Linked DNA regions of Mus musculus: regions 1 and 2 are each linked to region 3. Evidence: chromatin contacts called from public HiChIP or PLAC-seq data. All regions are on one chromosome and are shown on one strand. The core of a region is the stretch at or near the end of the contact, and the rest is flanking DNA. Distances in the headings are between cores, read along the strand shown.

Region 1 (3,548 bases), core at 385-2,884, 54 kb after region 3:
GGCTTGAAAAGCATATTTCCCCACTGCATCCATGATTATTTATCCAAAACAAACTCAGAACCGTCATTACCACAGTTAGCACAAGGGACGCCTCCCTCTCCAACAAGTCCCGGCTGCCCAACTCCTCACATTTGCTTATTAGAAACGACAAAGTCAAACCTTTAGGGAAGTTGTTTAATGGAACACTCAAGTCTAAAATGGAACTCAGGAGGTTTTCTTGTTTCTGTATGTATGTGTGTGTGTGTGTGTGTGTGTGTGTGTGTATGTGTGTGTGTGTTCTTTCATACTTTGTTATTGACTAATAGAACATATCAAGCTTTACCTCGGTGTCCCTAACCTTTGTCATCAACATTATTATTATGACTTATAGAGCATTCTAGAAGTAATCAAGTGGTCTTGCCTCTGAGTCTTGTGTGTGTGTGCGTGCGTGCGTGCACGCACACGCAAAGGCCAGAGGTCAGCATGGAGTATTCTGACCCACCTTCTTCAGTCACTCTGCATGTTATTATTTTGAGGCGTGGTTTCTCACTGAACTTTGAACTCACCAATCTGTTATGCTGGTGGCCCAGCCAGAGTCCCTCCTTGCATCCCCAGCACTGGGCTACATGCACATACTATCATGCTCATTTTGAACCATGGGCGCTGGGATCTAAGCTCATGCTTTATAAGTAAAGGTTCTCATGTTTCACTAACTGAGCTAATCCATGAGTCTTTGGGTTTTTTCAGTCTTCCTGTTTAAAAAAAAAAAAAAAAAAAAAAAAAAAACTACGTGTATCGATGCGTCTGTGTGAATGTATGCCATGTGTATATAAATGAAGGCAGAGGTCAGGAGACGGTCAGTGCCTGGAGCTGGACTTACAGAAGTTATGAGCCACCTGCCAAGGTTGCTGAGAACTGAGCTTGCTTAGATCCTCTGAAAGAAGAGCAGTGTACGCTCTTAGCTAATGAGCCATCCTTTTAGCCCCCAATCATTTGAATGCTATTCACTGATCTTCTGGAAAGGGCACGTTAAGGTAGCACCTTGGTGAGGCCACTCCTTTGCATATTTAAAGATTCCCCTCAATTTCCACCATTCTCTCCTTTTCCTTCTTCTTCCACAAGCCCCTCTTCCCATGCAGACAGATGTCTCCATGGTTCAAAGTGTATGACATACCTATTGCTCTCTGCTGTTCCTCTTGCCCAAAGCCTCCTCCAACTTCGGTGGCAGACCGGGTTTCTAGTGAGAACTCTCTTAACTACTGGTCATATTAGCAAACGAATTCTACTTTTTGAGCCTTGAATTTGCAATCTGAACGATGGGTGTAATGCCTATCTTGTGTGTTGTGTTTGTTTTGTTTTTGCTTTGCTTTACTTTACTTTGCTGTGCTTCATTTGGGCTTTGCTGTTGTTGACCTGGGTGCTCAACTATGTAGCTCAGGCTATCCCTGGATACACTACATAGCCTAAGCTCACTGCAAACCCAGATCCTCCCACTTCACCCTTCTGAGTGCTAGGATTGCAGGCATGTGTTGACACGCCTGGCTTTTACGTGACTCTCATGAGAATGAAGTAAAAGCCTGGATACCCAGGGCCTGGCACCTAGGACAAGTTCCATGAATGTGAGCTGTTGTTTGCTGTTACAAAATTTCAGTCCCAAGTCCTCTGTGAAACCATAACTATTCACTCCCATCTACACACCCATCTGTTTCCCTCTTCAATAGCCTCTACGGTCAGGAGTTTATAGTATTTAAATATTATTGTTTCTTGTATGTCACTCTCCCCAAATAGACTCCAAAGTGAACTAGGACATAGGTCATGTCTTATGCCAACACAAGTGCCCACAGGAGCCAGGAAAGGAACAGAAAATAGTCTTGGTGTAAGAAAAATGGGGAGGGGTGAGGACTCGGGCCAACCCCCAGGCACTGCTCACCCTGGCCAATTGCTGTCATGAGGGAATACGGGTCCAGGGTTGCCAGACCTCGACTTTTTCATAAGAAGCCAGGAATCCAGCTTCTTCTGTGTGAAGTCCAGGGGTTTAAAAGCTGAGCCAGTGCTGCTCAGGCTAAACAAAGCATGCCTGTGGGACCCCCGTTGGTGACAGCTGCCTCACTTACATGGTCCCTGTAAAGTTTGAGCCTCAGCTGGGCCGCTGATGTCACCTCTACAGAGGAACAATGCTGTGAGTGGCAGTGAGGGATCTTGGCTAAATTTGAAGACGGGTTTTCATTCATCCCAGATCCAAAGTGCAGGGCAGGCCCAAGAAACCTATACGTCCATGGAGCTAGTTTTCCTGAGCGGAACACAGGGTTCCACTTGGTGACACGGAGAACATGCACTACTGGTATGGAAGAGCTTCATTTGGGTCACAATCGTCCCTTTATTTATTTATTTATTTATTTATTTATTTTTAATGTGGAACACTACATGAATTTGCATATCATCCTTATACAGGGGCCATACTAATCTGTTTTCTTGTGTTCAGAACACTGGGTAGCCCTCAGTGTTGAATTAAAGATCTCATCTTTATCCCTCTGTTTACCATGAATCTGTTCATGATATCCATCAAGGACCATTTTGCTCGCAATGACATGACCTCAGTGCCCAGCAAGCGATAAAGTCAGTGTTTATCTATCGGATGAGTAAACGATTGAAATGATCCATCCATCAAATATCAGGCTCCTATCATGTGCCAAGGACTATGTGGGACTTTAGGGATTCTGAGGTGACTGGGTGCTCCCCCTAGCCTCAGGGTATTGGGTCACCTAGAAAGGATTGCGTAAGGTATTTACTGGAGCATGAGAGCCAGCAGGATCCGCTCCCTATGCCCAGTCCCAGGAAAGGGCAGGGGACAGAATGCCTGGGACCCCCTTAGTACTTGGCTTTGCCATTTGCCCGAGTCCGGGGGTCATATTCATTTAGGAGACTTGGGTATGAAATGACTGAGCTGATTTTCCTTCAAAGTCATGTTGGAATGAGCTGACCAAGTGCCACCCCCTGCAAGTGGTCACCTTGGGAGGCCTCGTCCTCACTCTACAGGAGTTACAACAGTACTGGACCACTTCCCTGGCAAGGGTCCTCAGAGTGAGTTTAAAGCTACATGAGGACATTTACTCCGTTGCTTAAGATTCATGCCTTATTTTAGCTGAAACCGAAACAACAACAAAACCAAAAAAAAAAAAAAAAAAAACCTCAAAAAACAAAAACAAAAACAAAACAAAACAAAAAAAAACCCAAAAACATAAACCAAAAGGAAACAAAACAAAGGTTGGTAAAATGGGTATTCATCACTTTGTCCCCTAAATTTGATTCCAGTTTTTTTTCTTTCTTTTTGAGTTGTTTCTTAAAATCCAGTCATCAAAGGAGAAATGTTTCCTGCTGGTGAGTTTATTGAGCTGTACGCATGCCAGGCTCCACATTGTCATGTGTCACAGCATTGTTGGCAGAAGTGTTTAACCCTCCGGCAGGTGGATGTCAGTGGAGGCAGAATTCCATTTATATGCCCAAATTCTGGTGTTTAGAATAATTTTTTTTTAAAGAAAACTTCAAATTTTATTTAGAGTTGTTCTATG
Region 2 (3,961 bases), core at 1,265-3,764, 45 kb before region 3:
GTCTGGGCAGCTGCTCCTGACTGGCCAGTCATTAAGTTGATCTCCTCTAGAGTACGTCCTGCTGAGAGCAATTAGGTTCCTTATATAATAATAATCCCTTGCATTTAGATTTTTGTCTAAGGACCATAAAGTTGCTCTCAGATATTAGCCCATTGGTTCTTCTAACACAATTAATTGCCTGATGGAGCACCTGATGGAGGTAAAAAGACTAAGCTCCTAAGGCTTTATCACTTTTCTTCCTTTCTAGTCAAACACTGACGGCCTGAATAGTATCTGTTAAACAGAAGAGCATCAGATTAAATTAAGGTCACCTGGTTCTTTGTTATCTTCCCTCCACTGGAGTGTGATCCAAGGAGAGATGAACTCTACAGATACCATCTCGTCATGTTCATAAGCCTCATGAACATGGCACAAGTCGTGTTTGTTCCTTCACAGTCCAGACCACAGACTCCAGACTCCTGGTGCCATGCAACTGTAGGGAAAAGGCTCCCTTCCTACAGTGCAACTGTAGGGAAAAGGCTCCCTTCCTGCTGTAACTGTGGGAAAAAGGATGACTTTCTCTGTCCTCCCAAGCAGTGTGAGTACATGGCCTCCTGATGGTAAAGTATCTCCCTACGCGAACCCCAGTGAGTTGGTTAGGCTGTAGTCAGTGTGATGTGTTAGGCTCTAGCAGCCTCCCTGTGATGTGTCCTACATGGCATTCAGCTGCAGGGAGTGCAGTTATGCTTCCAGCATTTGCTCGGATTGATCTATGTCAGCTGCATCTCCTGCCTAGAGTTGTGTCCTCACCTCCTTAGAGTGTTTGTCACACAGTGCATCTGAGTGCTGTGTGACAACCAATAGAAAACTGCATACTAGTCAGCCCTTTCTGGGGGTGTCTCCTCAGAAATAGCTCTTGCATTAAATAGATCACTGCAGTTGTTTTTTTTTGTTGTTTGGTTGGTCTGGTTTGGTTTTGGTTTTTCGAGACAGGGTTTCTCTGTGTAGCCCTGGCTGTCCTGGAACTCACTCTGTAGACCAGGCTGGCCTCAAACTCAGAAATCCACCTGCCTCTGCCTCCTAAGTACTAGGGTTAAAGGCGTGCGCTACCACGACTGGCTGCAGTTGTCTTGATAAGGCTTTAGCATGGTAAATTTTTTTTCTCTTTTGGAGTGGTTTGTTTGTTTGTTTGTTTTTGAGACAGGGTCTTGCTGAGCAGCCCAGGCTGGCTTTGAATTCAGAATTCTCCTGCTGCTCCAATACTTGCATTACTGGCATGAGCTACAACACATTGATTTTTTTTTTTCTGATATGTTAACTTGTCTATTTAAAGTGTTCCAGCACACAGATCTAACCCATTAAAACTAATAGGTCAGTTACCATAATATTAGTTATTAGAAGTGCATTCTAAGAAAATGAAGTGATTCATAATTCCAGCTGTATTTTCTCTGGACAACCTGTACCTACATGATTTTTGGGTTGCTCTCTGAAGCCGTAGAAATAAAGACAGCAGCTTGGTAGTGGAACCTGCAGTACCTGGGTCCTCTGAGAGTTTCCCTGGACTCCATAAGTTCTCCTTCTCTGCCCTTGGAATTAGTGTCAGTGCTGATGGAGTGACACTCTCTTGGCAGGGCATCGTCTGCTCCTAACTTTCCCGGCTTCTATTTTTCTTCATGAATTTGTGTTTGCTAAGAGTCCTGTGATACAGTCTGTGGCCTAATTCCCAGTTGCCTCCAGTGAGTACATCAAAGTTCCTGAGCAAAATGTATTTGCATTTTGCTACCAGGAGGCTGTGCTATAAACAATGGAGTTGAGACATCAGCACCGGCCAGGGGATGAAATTTTATTTTACAATCTGAAGTGCTGTGTAAGCATTTAAGGTATGAATCGGTAATCATTTCCCAACAGCTCCCATTAGCCATGCTTTCTTTGCAGCCCATCCGCTTTCCTGGGATGCAGGGTGGGAGTTAACTCTCTGGAGCACACTGCGTGGCATTTGCATTTAAGCCAGCATTCAAGGGAGGGCACCACAACTTTCTAAAGTTCTTAGTGCCAGAATGGACCTTATGCCTCTGCTCTTTGATGAAACACAGTTTTAATTTTTCATTGCAAGAAAAGAGAAGAAACCTTCCCAATGTTGTGAAGATTACATATTTCTAAACCAGAGAAATGTAAAAGAAAAAAAAATATATATGGGGGAAAAGTGGGTTTCAAAGGTCAGGAACGTTCTTTACCCCTGATGGATTCAATAAAATGCAGACTTTAAAAATCATCTGTCTAATTTGAGATTCAAGATCATCAAATTCTGTCTAAATATTTTGTTTTAACTTCTAAGCTCATTATGGCCCCTTTGTGTTAACTTGTATTAAACTCTGTCAGCTATGACTGGTCTCATAAGCACAGTCAGTGGGGCAGAATAAGTTAATTATTTACTTGTGTCACTAGTGCTCTTCATTTAATGAAATGCACAGCTGTGTTGGATCTGCAGTTGGATGTGTAGCTCCCATTGTTCAGCAAGTCAGCAGAGGGGAGAAGCCGTGGTGATGGAGAGTCCTCGCCTCTCTCTGCTGCTCTGGCTTTCTGTGTCGATTTCATGGGTCTTTTATCACTCGCTTTCTCACAAAACAAACAACACAGGGCTGTCTGCTATGGGAACCATCTTGGCATATAAAAGGGGTTTCAGAGGCTCAAGTAATTTTAAGTTAGCGAAGATTTAATTTTTGGCTTACAGGTGCCCCTGGTTCAAATATAACCAAAGCAATTCTATTATAAGACGGAATGGAAAAAAAAAAGCTCCTTGTGTATGTTTTTGTCAGCAAATGTCAGAAAAAGGCAGAAGAGAAAACAAAACAAAACAAAAAAAAAAAAAAAAAAAAAAAAAACTTCCCAAAAGGAAGCTGTGCTGTGAAGAGTAATCGGGCCCAGAGGAAAATGACTAGATTCTGACTGTAGGAATGAGCATGTATGTCATCTTAATAGCCTGGTGAGGTTAAATCAGCTCAATTAAACACGTCAACTAAAACCAGGCTACCAAGTCTTCCGTCTTCCTGCCATCCCTAAGTCCCAGCCTGCCTGAACCAGTTCCCACCTTCTCCTGGTGGTGTGGAGGGTGGACCGCAGCCTCTCCCAGGCTGACACCAGCATCCCTGTGGGTCCTGCCTGAGAGGCGCTGCCTTTTCTCTTTGGTTTTGTGTTTAAGGGCTATCGGAACCCTGACTCTCACCAGCCTTCCCAGGCTCTACCCCGTCCTTGTGGAGATGCCGAGTCCAACATGTTGTTCTTTGCTGTACAGTAGTGGCCTCAGGGTACCTAGATTTCTGATTTGCTCTCTTTCAAAGTAGGCTTCAGTGACTTCCGGCCTCTGTCAGATCCTTTCAGTATGGATAAGATGTGGCTTTAGAGGGAAGGGACACGTCACACAAGACAATGGCACACAGCTAGATTTGAGCTACAGCGTAGCAAGTGAGTTTCTGTTATTTATACAGGAAAGCATGAATACCCATGGTATGATTAAAAAAAAAAAAACCTTTTCAACCAAAATAAATATCAAAGAAACTGTACGTCTGCTCTGGAATCCAGCTCTACACGCCCTAGCTGCAGTCTTGTTGGCAGCCACTAGAAAGCAGAGTGTTAGCACAGTGTAAAGAAGCAGGCAGGCTTGTTTCCTCTGTTTAGCTCTTCATGATATGCACATCAAAAAGGTTCCATTTTAAGACGTTTGGGGGTCCTGGGGATGCTTGCTTATCATATCTTAAGTTTTAACTCCAACACGGCAATAGTAACAACTTAGTATTTTTTTTAAAGTGGCTTTAGTTATATAGAAGACAAACAGGAATGAAAAACTTGGGTTTTTTTTAGTAGGTCCTGAAATGGGTTCGTTCACACCCAGGGGAGAGGCGTTTTCTTTTATTGCTGTTTCTGCTGTTACACTACAGTGAAAGAGCATCAGTCTCTTTCCTCTGAGCAGTCCTGTGCAAGCCTT
Region 3 (3,984 bases), core at 1,390-3,889:
TATCTTCCTCCACTGCCTTTCTGAGCTGTGCTCCAGAGGATAGGATGGACGTTATCACAGCCCTTCTGACTGCCCAGGCTGGCCATACTGATTGCCCATTGCCCTCTCTAAAGAGGGGACAGCAACGTGCTCTTGGTGTTGTGGGGTTAATTGAGGTAGTATCCCTGAGGTCTGGGGCAGTGGTACCTATTAGTATTCAACTACGCCATTTTATTAAAGGATGGCAAACTTTCAGGAAGCTGCGCAAGATGCCACAGCATGTATGTACCCAGGTCAGCCCCTGGGTAGCAGTCTTTAAGACGTTTTCTTTCTTGCTTTTCTTTCTTCCTTCCTCTCTTTCTTTCCTTCTTTCTTTCTTTCTTTCTTTTTTTCTTTCTTTCTCTCTTTCTTTCTTTCTTTCTTTCTTTCTTTCTTTCTTTCTTTCTTTCTTTCTTTCTTTCTTTCTTTCTTCCTATCTGACCTGAAGTGAAAGATGGCACCATTTTTAAGTTCCAGTGTCACTTCTTGACAGTCTTTGATGTTTGTTCACTCCATCATATGACAAACACGCTACACAAACCAATCAGCGTCATGCCTTCTCCCTCCTGTGTCTCTCCAATATAAGCTCAGAGAACCTCTCTGCTCTCAGGCTAAGCAGGGCAGGGATGAGGAAAGCCCTGCTGCGCAGCCTCAGTTGTATTTGTCAAACACCAGCTGGTAGGGGCTGACTCACTGCTCCCCTTTCTCCTGGTCCTTTTCTGCCACCCTTGCTTTGTGAGGGCAGCCCATCACCCACCCTCCTCACACACACATGCACACACACACACACACACACACACACACACACTACTAATGAGTGCAATGCTAGCACCTTCTGCCTAAAATTCTCACCTGCCTTCTACAGATCACCTCTGCCCCACAGGTCAATGGATGCACCTGGCAGAGCTCCCCTTTGACCATGCACCCTGGCATTTTGTCCACAGGGCCAGTGAGGCTTCTAGAAAAAGACGCAGTCATTGATCTCTCACTTGGAACCCACGGGGTTGAGGAGATAGTAGTATTTATCCCCTTAGGCCGCTAAAGCTTTTCATCCACTGCTAGAGAGGGAAAGCTGTGTGCCTGGGGTTGGTGGCCGAGGGCTTCTGGGCACAAGATAGATAGTTGTGTGAGAGAGATAAGAGATAAGAGAGATAACCCGGGTTGGAATTTAGCAGCAGTTTGAGCAAGAAGGGGCAACACACAGAGGCCCGGTAGGGCCTGAGGAGAGCAACGGGGGAGAAACGTCGTTACTCCCATTTCACAGATAAGGAAGCTGAGGCCCAAAAAAGATGAAGGAATCTGCAGAGCCGGGATTCGAACCCTTCTGCCCGTCCGCGCTGCCCCTTCCCTGCATCTCGTGACCTTAACTCGGCACGTGCTAGTCCCTTGCCCCTCACCCACCATTGTCCCACTCGGCGCGGCTCGGGGGGCTACCCGGAGGCCCGAGGTGGGCAGGCCCGGGGTCGCGGGCAAGAAGCGCACCCGGCTCGGCGGGAGGGACTCGGGCGATCCGCCCCTGCGCCGCTGGCGCTGCCTCTGTCCATGGTCAAAGCAGCGGGGTAATCCGCCTTTCTCTTCCGCCCGCCGAGCCCATTCATATTCTAATCACAGCGCGGCCGGCCCGCGAGCGGCCACTTTCCCGGGGCCACGGGAGCCCCCCCTCCACCCCCACTTTCCACTTGCGGTCCACAGGCCCCGGCCCCCTCCCCCTCCCACACTTTCAACTGCGCCGGGGAGGGGTCCCTGGGAAAGCCTCATCCCCAGCTCTGACGCCGGGGCTTCTCACCAACTCCGTTGCTGGCTGTGGGGGACCGAGAGGGTGGCAGAGGGGGGAGCCGGGGGACATGGGAAGAGGGAGGGGCCCGGACGCAGACAGACTGACATACAGGGTTATGGGAAGAGGCGCGGGGGTGGGGGTGGGGGTGAGGGTCCCAGAGACCCAGGGAGAACGCAGAACTAGGGAGAGACAAAGAGACTGGCTGCCAAGGGAGAAACGGAGAGCGAGACAGCGAGGCACGCCGACCTGGAGAGACCCGTGGGGCGAGAGACAAGGGGTACAAAAGTTCTGGTTGACGCAAGCCAGCCTCTCACCCCCTCGCAGCCAAGCGGCCTTCTTGTCCCTCAGACTGGTTATGGGAACCTAAGGCTTCACTTTCCCCTTCCTCAACTTCTACTCCCACGCACGTCCGCGGATCTGCGTGGAAGAAACTCAAGACATACCCCCTCTGCACTACTCCCCGGCCCCTACTCAAAATCTAACTCAAGGCGAAAACGGGACGTGTCTCGAGGGGAGAAAAAAAGGAGTCGGGCCCACTCGTGGACGCACAGGAGACTCCTAGGGCTCGGGTACCTCTGCACCCCCCTTCATGGCTGCACCGCGCGGGGCCCGGGCGCGGGAGGACTGAAGAGGGGGGCAGATCTAAGCCAATTTTGATTTCGTCTATAATGAGTGCCGGGCTAAGGCTGGAGAAGGCCTCTGGAACTTTAAATAAGAAAAACGTTGCTAATGCTATAATAGAAGGGGGAAGTCGGAGGGCTGGGATTGCGTCGCTCTGAGCCCCCCTTTTCGGAGGCGGCTTTTCTTATTCAAAACAGGCCCACAATGGGCTTCACAGTGCGCCTCGCCACGGCCCCATCTGACGAGCGGCCATTCATCAGGCCCGCTGGCCTATCAATGACATTGCTCCCATCGGGGCTCCTATAAAATGATGTTTTTTCCCATGAAACATCCGCAAACATTTTGACGGGTTTGGCTTTGCCCGACTGGATTACTGAGTGTCCCCTCGCTCGCTCGCTCGCTCTCTCGCTCTCTCCTTCAGCTCTAGCTTCCTTCCTTCCCTCGCTTCTTCGCCTCTTTTCTTTCCACTAGTTCTTTCTTTTCCCCTTTTATCCTTTTGCCCTCTCACCCACCGTCTCCCCCTCTCTCTCTCGCTATCCCTTCCTTCCTTATTTCTTCCCTCCCTTCCTCCCTGGGCATCTCTAGCACAGGGGATCCCCAAATATCAGGACTTTTGGGGGGCGTCTGTGCTGTCCATGGGAAGAGCATGCATTGTGGGTTACTGGAGGAACCCGACATGGATTCCACAGGTTAGTCCTGGTGGGACTTGGAGGGGGGTCATTGGAGGGGGGAGGAAGGAGAAGGGACAGGGCGGGGGTCACTTCAGAAAGAGTTGCAGAAAGTTCAGGCGGGGCAACCTGACAGTGGGATCCCAGGAGAGGAGGAGAGCGTGCAGAAGTTTTCGGTCCAGCGCTAAGTGTGTAAGTGGATGCATGGAAGTGTGTGTGAGTGTAAATGCGTGTGTGCGCGTGCGCGCACTCTGAGGCGCGCGCTTTCACTTGGACATAAAGTTGCATAAAGATGCTCGCTGGCTCGCGGCGAGCTCGAGGTGTTTATGCTACTTGCAAGAGCTTTGCGAGCAAGCCGCCCCGCCCGGACCCGGCGGCGGCCCTGGCTTTGGCTAGGGTAGTGGTATGCTTAGGATCTGGGGTGAGGGCCCCGAACGCTCCAAAGGCGGAGGAGGGCGACGGCGTACCGCGTCTCACCGCGCACTGGAGGCTCTTGCTTCTGGAATCTCGCTGCAGGGAGGGAGTGGCGGCGGCGAACCCGGTGGTCCTGGGGCTTTAGTAGCTTTGGGCTAGGAGAGATGGGCCCCTAGGACTGTAGTCTCCCGGCCGCGAAGACGCGACTCACTAGCCTCTCCACAGTGAGGCTGTAACCTTGCAAAAGGGGGGTGGGGGGAGCAGAATGCAGAACATATGAAGAGGCCTGACACTGAGTTTTGTGAACCGGCCTGTAGTTTGAGGGCTGTGTGGTGGACATCAGGCACTAGGGTCGCCACGGTTCACAAGGGAACACACGGAATCTCTTACAACGAAAATGCCCAGCATCTTCTCCAGGCGATCCGTTGGTCAACTTCTACGCCTAGCATCTTTGGGGACCCGCCGCACTTCAAATTCTGTTATTTT

The links. HiChIP or PLAC-seq counts read pairs in DNA pulled down with a chosen protein or histone mark.
Region 1: an H3K27ac HiChIP or PLAC-seq map of neural progenitor cells shows a contact between it and region 3, with 5 times the contacts expected there. The contact joins the enhancer-like site here to the promoter of Rfx4 in region 3. A contact is called at or near these places in 6 of 39 promoter capture datasets (the 3T3-L1 cell line, 3T3-L1-derived adipocytes, embryonic stem cells and 3 more), 12 of 484 Hi-C or Micro-C datasets (B cells, LSK cells, astrocytes and 5 more), 8 of 115 datasets of contacts at active chromatin or transcription factors (astrocytes, embryonic midbrain, embryonic stem cells and 3 more) and 1 of 9 other capture datasets (adipose tissue).
Region 2: a contact with region 3 is called in an H3K4me3 HiChIP or PLAC-seq map of neural progenitor cells, with 77 read pairs. The contact joins the enhancer-like site here to the promoter of Rfx4 in region 3. A contact is called at or near these places in 1 of 39 promoter capture datasets (macrophages), 8 of 484 Hi-C or Micro-C datasets (the N1E-115 cell line, neural progenitor cells, neural stem cells and 5 more), 11 of 115 datasets of contacts at active chromatin or transcription factors (differentiating embryonic stem cells, double positive thymocytes, embryonic brain and 6 more) and 2 of 9 other capture datasets (adipose tissue and pancreatic islet).

What each region holds. Positions count from the first base shown.
Region 1 is chr10:84,808,702-84,812,249 of GRCm38.p6, forward strand. All of the region lies in intron 3 of Rfx4 (regulatory factor X, 4 (influences HLA class II expression)), which reads left to right. All of the region lies in intron 2 of Gm40728 (a long non-coding RNA gene), which reads right to left. Among named protein-coding and RNA genes, the nearest start is that of Gm40728, 53 kb to the right of the region's middle. Within about 2 kb of position 1,635, at least 22 of the 459 cell types and tissues checked have an H3K27ac peak or open chromatin away from gene starts, as enhancers often do. A contact at or near this core is called in astrocytes, cerebral cortex, liver and 2 more, where this site is marked.
Region 2 is chr10:84,708,542-84,712,502 of GRCm38.p6, forward strand. The region is part of intron 23 of Polr3b (polymerase (RNA) III (DNA directed) polypeptide B); the gene reads left to right. Among named protein-coding and RNA genes, the nearest start is that of Rfx4, 46 kb to the right of the region's middle. Within about 2 kb of position 2,515, at least 49 of the 459 cell types and tissues checked have an H3K27ac peak or open chromatin away from gene starts, as enhancers often do. A contact at or near this core is called in adipose tissue, neural progenitor cells, neural stem cells and 4 more, where this site is marked.
Region 3 is chr10:84,753,409-84,757,392 of GRCm38.p6, forward strand. It overlaps Rfx4 (regulatory factor X, 4 (influences HLA class II expression)), which reads left to right and starts at 2,640. Exons shown (of 18, transcript NM_001024918.1): 1 at 2,640-3,105. The coding sequence starts at 3,063.